Regions from separate parts of the Triticum aestivum genome. Here region 2 is linked to region 1. Evidence: chromatin contacts called from public Hi-C data. All regions are on one chromosome and are shown on one strand. Each heading gives the region's core, a stretch centred on a gene start, on an enhancer-like site or on the middle of the called end of the contact. The rest is flanking DNA. Distances are from core to core; before and after follow the strand shown.

What was found. A called contact is a pair of places that touch in the nucleus more often than the background predicts.
Region 2: a Hi-C map of leaf shows a contact between it and region 1, with 7 times the contacts expected there. The contact joins the promoter of LOC123071056 here to the promoter of LOC123071051 in region 1. A contact is called at or near these places in 3 of 5 Hi-C or Micro-C datasets (all in leaf) and 1 of 1 datasets of contacts at active chromatin or transcription factors (leaf).

The regions. Positions count from the first base shown.
Region 1 is chr3B:582,005,392-582,009,691 of IWGSC CS RefSeq v2.1, forward strand. LOC123071051 (subtilisin-like protease SBT3.8) reads left to right here and starts at 1,820. Exons shown (of 10, transcript XM_044494516.1): 1 at 1,820-2,087; 2 at 2,182-2,273; 3 at 2,420-2,517; 4 at 3,146-3,307; 5 at 3,404-4,023; 6 at 4,146-4,216. The coding sequence starts at 1,974. It overlaps LOC123071055 (a long non-coding RNA gene), which reads right to left. Exons shown (of 5, transcript XR_006434113.1): 2 at 3,152-3,255; 3 at 1,953-2,196; 4 at 1,736-1,883; 5 at 1,122-1,519.
Region 2 is chr3B:582,166,868-582,171,167 of IWGSC CS RefSeq v2.1, forward strand. LOC123071056 (non-lysosomal glucosylceramidase) reads left to right here and starts at 1,747. Exons shown (of 14, transcript XM_044494522.1): 1 at 1,747-2,041; 2 at 2,287-2,403; 3 at 2,559-2,615; 4 at 2,773-2,843; 5 at 2,969-3,068; 6 at 3,157-3,227; 7 at 3,359-3,459; 8 at 3,579-3,682; 9 at 3,765-3,818; 10 at 3,924-3,979; 11 at 4,074-4,300. The coding sequence starts at 2,012.

The sequences.
Region 1 (4,300 bases), core at 570-3,069:
TACTACTGTACAATATAACAACAAATAAAACAATTTTTTATAGTATGACCAATGGCTGGTTACGAACTTGACTTATCAATTTCTGAGTGCTTTCCTGACAAATGCGTCGTTGACTATACCAATACAAGATGCAGATATGAAACTCTATTTCTTTATTATTTATGCATGTAAGATGCATTTTTTGACTCTAAAGAACCAAGCTTTATCAAGAATTAATCTAATTATCTATTCTGCACAAAGTTGATATTGTCACGTTAAGCACTTCCTATTATGAATCTGTAACCATTAAACAGATATTGAACGAATCATGGTCAGAACTCATATTTACACTGCCAGAATACACTCAGTGATCCTCTAAAAAAAAGTTCAGCAAGTAGTACTATTTATGAACATTTTCAAGCAAAAGTGTACTTCTTCTCTTCCAAGAAATAAGGCCAACTCCACCGCACGACTCTAAATCGTCCGAGTCTGTCCGTTTGGGTCTAAACGGACAAATGAAGCGGCCCAACGCGCGACCCCGTCCGTAAAAAAGTCTGTTTCTGGTCCGGTTGCCCCATCTCGAGCGCAAATTTGATTCGGCTTTGGGGTCGAACGGACACCGAGCGGACGCTTTCTACGTCCTTCCCGACTGCTCTTGTCCGGCCTGGACCCACCTGTCACCCACTCACCTCCCATCGATCTCTCTCTCGTTTTTCTCTCTCTCCCCGCTCGCATGCCCAACAGCAGCTGCAGTCCCCGCCAACGTCGACGCGGGGCGACCAGGGCGCGGGCGCGGCCACCGCGGAGCGGCCAGGGCGCGGGTCGGCACTGCGGGAGGAGATCAGCGCCGAGGTCTCGATGCTCTTCCTCGCCGCCGGCAACGGGGACGTCGCGCTCGTCCCCGCGCTGCTCTCGTGAGTGCTTTCCTCCTCCCTCCTTTGCCCAGCGCGGCGACAAGATGCCACGGCAACCGCGCGTGCGCACCGGCGAGGCGAGAGCGCGAGCTCGCGGGCAGGTGAGGCGCAAGCGTGGGCGCGTGGTCGAGGCGGACCGTTTGGGGTCGGTCGGCGCGCTGGACGCCTTCACCTACATCCGGACATGCATGTCCGTTTTAGCATCCATTGCTTCCCCAAACAGACGTCCGTTTGAGGTCGCGCGGTGGAGTTGGCCTAAAAGATCAGCAGGCTGCACTGACGTCTGCACGATAACACTGGAAGAGCTGGCACTACGTATGGCATGGATGGTCGACGCGCTAGTCAAGTCAATCTTCTCTCCGGAAGAGATGGAAGAGAGATGCTCTCTCATCAGGAAGTCAATGTTCTCCGGATCGCTCACAGCCACGGGTGATGGACCCGTACAATCATATGCAGCGGCCAGGAAAAGGAAAGGCATACAAAACCCGCCGCCGATTGAGAACCACCACACCTTCAACACGCGCACGAGACCATCCGGAGGGCCCTTGATTTGATTCCCTGTCTGAACGGAGCCCTGCCCTGTTATTGCCTACAGCAACCGGCAGCATCTTCAGCAATTTCGTTGCCTGCACGCCACACGTTTTTGCTTTTATTACTCCCTCCGTTCCATTGTACTAAATCAGCAACAACTAATATGGAACGGTTGTACTAAATCAACTACAAAACGGAGTGAGCACTTCTCGTAGGGAAGATGATAGGATATATTTATTTATCTGCATAACAAGCGAATGAACAAATTGAAAAACCATGCTTCAGGAGAGGGAAAATAAGTGCAACATTACAGGTTTGAAATGGGAGAATACTGGAGCAGGGGGGAACGCAACGCGTTTCAGCTGAGCTAGTTCCAGGGAAACTTCAGGGAGGAAATTGGCGTCGATAGCCGAAAGATTGGATTCATGCCAACTGAGCCTGTATCTTTGACCTTCCTTTCTGCACATGGACAATCAATTAGCCATCATCATACAAGACAGAGACTAACAGGCCTATAAATACCATTACCTGTTGTTGGATCATATCAGCATGTGCTTCCACACCAACATGGATTTCCACTCTTCCCCTCGGCGTTTTTCAGCTTACCTCCTACTCTGCTTATGCCTTATGATAAGCATAAGCAGAGGGTATGGGTCTCAAAAGGTATGGCTGATGCATCACCCTACATTTTACTGTATCTCATAGTGTTGATTCTGTTCGATGCTAAGTTGTGTTTTCTGTCCCTCTCCACGCGTAGCTGTACATCGTTTACCTGGGAGAGAAGAAACATGAGGACCCTTCTCTGGTAACAGCTTCGCACCATGACATGCTCAGCGCCATTCTTGGAAGGTAAACCTAAGAACAAGTTTGCTAGCTTTCCAAGTTTGGTTCTGATCTTCTGAAGGGCATATAATTTTGAAGGAACGAGTATGTCGTTCGACAGTTCCGAGTAAGGCTGCCATTTTTTTTTCTCATCACTTGCTGACTTGTTTCAGCAAGGAAGATGCGTTGGCCTCCATCACTTATAGCTACAAGCATGGCTTCTCAGGCTTCGCGGCGATGCTAACAGATGACCAAGCACAAGATCTTGCAGGTGGGCCAAGTTTGCTACAAAAATTGCTTCGCTAATTCTCTGTTGATCTAACACTATCATGTTAAGATAACCGAATTGGGGAATTCAATCCTGATGCATGATCCTTTCTTCCGAAGAAAGAAACGTATTTGGTAATTATTATTTGCTCATTAGTTAAGCTGTTTAGCTTTCTAATCATCGATATGAGTTCGTGGGCGGGCAGTCATATGGTTCTTATTCCCTTTTTGTGGAAACCTACTCCGGATCAATGTATGGTCTCTTTTCTGCAATACAACTTATTTGTAGTTGTACGCTCATTTTAGTATGAAGCTGCACATCTGCAGTAGCCTTACGATCCTGCCTGATTATTATTTCAATTTTTCCTATTTCTTAGGTGACTGAAAAATAACTACTTTTAAGTCAATGCTGAGAATTGTCCAATCAAACTTCAGAATTCGTGAAAGGGTAAAATAAGGGGCGAGAAAATTTTGATCTTGGGACTATCAGTAGTTAACTGAGAAGCAGACAATTTCTTTCTCGGGTTATGAGGATCCTTTCTTTTTGTTACTCTGTGGTTATACACCACATAGATAACTAACTGGCGGCTTCTTATTTAGAATTTTCTCATGTATCTATTTGACATGTTCAGAGCTACCTGAAGTTATCAGCGTTACTCCAAATCAGCACCATGACTTGATGACCACAAGAAGCTGGGATTTCCTTGGCATGAACCTGGACCATCAGCCACCTAGTAAACTTCTGCAGAGGAGCAAATATGGAGAAGATGTAATTATCGGGATATTTGACACTGGTCAGTCCTTCATTGCTAACAAGTTAAATTAGAAAGAAAAAAAAAATCTTCACCAAGCAAATTCCTGCTAAAACACTGCAAATGCAATTGATGCAGGGATCTGGCCTGAATCAAGAAGCTTCAGCGACGAAGGATACGGACCAGTACCGTCACGATGGAAGGGTGTGTGTCAGCTGGGGCAGGCCTGGAACAGCACCAACTGCAACAGGAAAATCATAGGCGCACGGTACTATCCTGCGGGTCTGGACAAAGCCGACCAAGCGAACAATTACATGTCTGCACGGGACATAAACGGGCATGGGACGCACACCGCATCCACAGCAGCCGGTGCAGTAGTAGAGGGGGTCAGCCTCCATGGCCTGGCAGCAGGGGTGGCACGGGGTGGTGCGCCCCGAGCGCGCCTTGCAGTGTACAAGGTCGCATTTGAGGGCCCGAAGAAGGTGCAGCTTGCTAGTGCTGCACTGCTAGCAGCTCTGGATGATGCAATTCATGATGGAGTTGACATCCTATCCCTATCAGTCCAATATAATGATAATTCATTTGGTGCACTCCATGCAGTCCAGAAGGGTATTACCGTTGTTTATGGCGCGGGAAATAGCGGGCCTAGACCACAAGTCATTTCTAACACAGCTCCTTGGGTCATTACAGTCGCAACGAGCAAGATCGACCGGTCTTTTCCAACTGCCATTACCCTTGGAAACAATCAAACCATTGTGGTATGCACTAGAGAAACATGATCTTTGTTAGAATCCTGGGAGGCAACTTTGCTCCACCTACCATCCTCAAACACTTCCAACTCAAAACTTGTGCATAATTTTTCAATTTTTCATATTTGCAGGGTCAATCACTCTATTACATGCTGAAAAATGAATCCAAGAGTGGGTTCCAACCACTTGTACAAGGTGGAAGGTGTGTCAGATGCTATTCATTTTCTTGATTCTAGATGTCATTTTCTGTTTAGGCATTAAATTTCTGAATGCAGTTGATCAATTA
Region 2 (4,300 bases), core at 497-2,996, 160 kb after region 1:
ACTTTTCACCATAACTTACGTTATCTTCTGTTATCTAGCCCCGCATCAATTATGACAAACCAAACAAGGGAATTAAGTTTTGGCGCAAATCTCGACACATAATTTCTATCATGCGTCAATAAAACGACTCATCTCATGTCTAAACTCAATACAACTCCTTAATCTAAACTCACATTTTTCTTTCAATATTGCCAAACACACTGTTGGTGATTTTGGTGTTAATGACAACATGATTAGTGACGTCATTATGTGCTTGAGTATGTAAACAATGTATTGGATCATTCGAAGGCAAACAAGTATGGTGGAAGGCCCCCATTCATAAAGTGAAAAGAGACCCATCCCAATGATTTTTGACTTGTTTGGGTCATTAAGAAAGCCGTACTGTCATGCACTTTGGAGTAAGAGGTGGGAATCAACTCACTTACACACATACTCCCTCTGTCCATATCTAGACAAATCTAAGACAAGAATTTTAGGACGGAGGGAGTATGTTGCATCAGCAAAACTCATCCAGAGTCAAGAGAGCTATTATATAAATCCTCTGCTTTGTAGCTATTATTTGTACCCTGGAATCTCTACTCTCTAGGGCCTGGAACATCCGGCCAGCCTTCGGGTTGTCCCGAAGCTTGCAAATCCCAAGTTGCAACTCTCTAGGGCCTGGAACATCCGGACTACCTTTGGCCAGCCTCTGGGTTATTCAGAATTATGCAACTCCAGAGTTGTAGCTCTTTAAGAAGACTAGAGCTTGTCTAGAACCTCTGCAGCAACTCAGAGCCTCCGAGGCATGCAAACTGTATGTGTAACGGTTGGATTTTTGGGGCCACATATATAAGTCCACCTCTATCCCACGAGGAAGGTGACGACTTCATTCATCTCTCCTTTATTTTTTGGAGATCTCCGTCCCTAGCAAACCAATGTTGGCCAAACTTTAGGGGGAGATCCGGATCCACACTTTCACAAAAGCGAAAGTTGAATCCCCTTGAATCCTCAGTAGATCCTACTCAGAGATCCAAAGACGGTATCAAGCTTTACTCATAGTGCACCATTTTTGTAAGGATCTGTGTAACTTTTTTTGTTTTCAAATAACGCTCCAGTAAGGATTGCTGTACTTTTAGTATATGGCCTTTGCCCTTTTCACAAGAAAGAAACTTCGGACTTGGAAGTCAACAACTGGCTGCTACTAGTGGGCAGTGGCTGCCAAGCGCTAAACATGGAGGGAGAAAAAGCGACACTTTAACAGAAAATCATGTTTTGTACAATACTTTAGCTAGTCTATCCTATGGAGCCCTGTGCGCCAAGCCGCCAGCCAGTGGATTACAAAAATGTACAACATAGAACATACTCATTGTCAGACACCCCGGCTGCTATTTTGATTGTACAAGTCAAGAATCACCAATAGTGTGTGACACACTAGCACACATCATGGAGGGCTTCTAGTAATAACTACTCCCTCCGTCCCATAATGTAAGACGTTCTTTGACACTATGGGACAGATGGGACAGAGGGAGTAGTAACTTTTGTCCCTTCTCACATGATGTGGGAACCAGGTCCATTTTACAATCTGAAACTGCACACCCATATGGTTAATCATCCAAAAGATTTTTGTCAGTGAGGATTGTGATTGGGAGCATGAATAGTGAATTCATTATTCAACAGCTCCGACGACTGTGATGTGCCTATTTTTTTTTCCACGCACCTACAAACAGCCCAAAATATCTAATTTGACGCCACCCCATCCTTCTAGTCATCTTCATTTTCGTCAGCTCGGCCGGCTGCTTCTTCATTTTCTTCATCTTGTTCTCGAGTGAGTTATATAAACAGCAAACTTGAGTAACCCCTGAAAGAGCTGAGCATTTCAGGTTCAGGTGTTTTCTCTCCTCCTCTTGTGTAGGTGGTTCTCGGTGCATAGATGCTTGGTTTCTTTTAAGTTTGAGGAAAATTCCGTTATTCCAGTTGTTGATTTCATGTGTATTTATTCCAATGAAATTAACTCCTTCATCGGTTTCTGAAGATGGGAAGTTCAGAGCCAGAACGAGCAGAGGTATCTTCTGAAACATCAATTCCATTTCTTTGGCTCCCCCTTAATCTGGTGCAATTACTCGACTGAATGTACTTTTCAAGTGGAGCTCAATGTTCTTCTGCCTCTAGGATTTTCAACTTGTGATCAATTGTTTTCTTGGATGATTTTCTAATTAAGATGCCGCTGATTGTTTCAACCTGTTACTCCGTACATCTTATATGCTGTGAGCAAGTAAAACTGGTCTGACATGGTTGTTCTTACTTCAGGCACACTTGCTCGTCGACTGTGCTCAGCCACCAGCAAGAACTTGGCAGAGAAAATTCGATGATGAAGGCAAGAAGGTTGCTGCGTTTAGCATGACTATGAATGATCTCATGACAATGGTAAGTAAGCATATGAACAGGGACTGTGGCTTTTGGCTTTCACATTTAGAACCAAGAAAGCATGGCTATGAATGATGCCATGGCAATTGTAAGTAAGCATATGAACACTGACCATTGCTACATAAACACTGACCATGACCCTGGTTGTGCTGCAGGTGCCCTTTATCGCTAAAATGCTTCGACTATACGTCCAAGAAAGCGCGAAAGGCCAAGTGAGTCACTCTTCTGTCATTTAACATTCAGCTAATCTGTCAACGAGCATGCACCTGCTGTTGAAATTGTCGATGCAAATTACTCTGCCTAGTCAGTACTCAGTAATCAGTGAAATTGCTAAACAATCATTATCTTGTTTTTTTTTTTTTTGCCAAGGCTTCGGTCTATGATCCTTTCAGGAAGTGGATGGACAACTGCTACCGTGGGGTACCCCTCGGCGCACTAGGGCAAGTACTTCCGTTGTTTCTGGCCTTGGTTTTGCCCTGAAACTTGCCGGTTGTCACATTCATGCAGCTACCTGAACTTCAGATGACACTTCTATTCAAAGCACGTTCTCTTCTTCTTTTTTCAGTTCAGGAAGCATAGGGAGAAGCTACAGAGGGTACTTTCAGCATTTTCAAATATTCCCCAGGGTGTACGAAGAGAAGCCTATCCTAGCCAACCAGTTCTCTGTAATAAATTTACACTTTCTTCCTTGACATGCAATGCTCAATTAGCTGTGGAAAAACGTCTCATGTTTAACTGTATTTACTTGTCTAGGCATTCGTTTCGCGTCCCAGCGGGAAGAGCTACTCCACGGTGTTGTCCGCACCGAATGCCGATGTCCTGAAGTAAGCAGTGAAAGCATCACAAGCTCACCTGCATTTCATTCATCTGATTATGACAGCCAGAAATACCCTTTACTGGTTCTAAAGAAAAAGAAAAAGAAAAAAGAAATACCCTTTACTGTGCAAATTTGCAGGGGAATAGATAAAGCCGGTATCGGATCTTGGGACTGGAAACTGAAAGAGAAGAATTGCACCTACCATGGCTTGTTCCCAAGATCCTGGACTGTATATGATGGTACAATCCTGACTGACAGTACATCATTGCCAATTTACCTGACAGAGATGTTTGTCGCCAGGAACGATTAGTTTTGTCTGGCAGAACCTTCTAATTTATCTTCCATAATTGCAATGTAGGTGAGCCTGACCCTGAAATCAAGATCACCTGCCGTCAGATATCACCCTTCATCCCTCACAACTACAAAGAGAGCAGCTTCCCGGTTGCGGTTTTCACCTTTACGGTACATTTCCTTCTTCAGAAAACTAATCCAATCATCCAACATTAGTTGTTGTTCAGCATAAAAACTTTGATGCTTGCACCAGGTACAAAATTCAGGGAGCACACCTGCAGATGTCACATTGCTCTTCACGTGGGCAGTAAGTGCAAGCCAACACTCTGCTCTTCACTACTGACACAAGTACACAACATGTCTGTACTTCGCAGCAAGTATTTGGCCCTAATTTCCTTGTTCATCCGTGTAGAATTCCGTGGGCGGAAAATCGGAACTGACCGGAAATCACACCAACTCCAGGATGAAGTAACGACCACGACAGATTCGTCTGATGCGATGTGGTAACAGGCAGCAAATCTCTCTGACAATGAGAACGTCTTCCTTTCCTTGGTGCGTGCAGAGCGCGAGACGGCGTCCATGGCGTCCTCCTCCACCACAGGACGGCGGACGGGCACCCTCCGGTGACATTCGCGATCGCGTCTCAGGAGACCGGCGGCGTCCGCGTAACCTGCTGCCCGTCCTTCGCGATGGGCCCGTCCGTTCCCGGCGGCGAGCAGTTCACGGCCAAGGACATGTGGGAGGAGGCCAAGAACCGCGGGTCCTTCGGCGGGGCGCCGAGAACGTCGG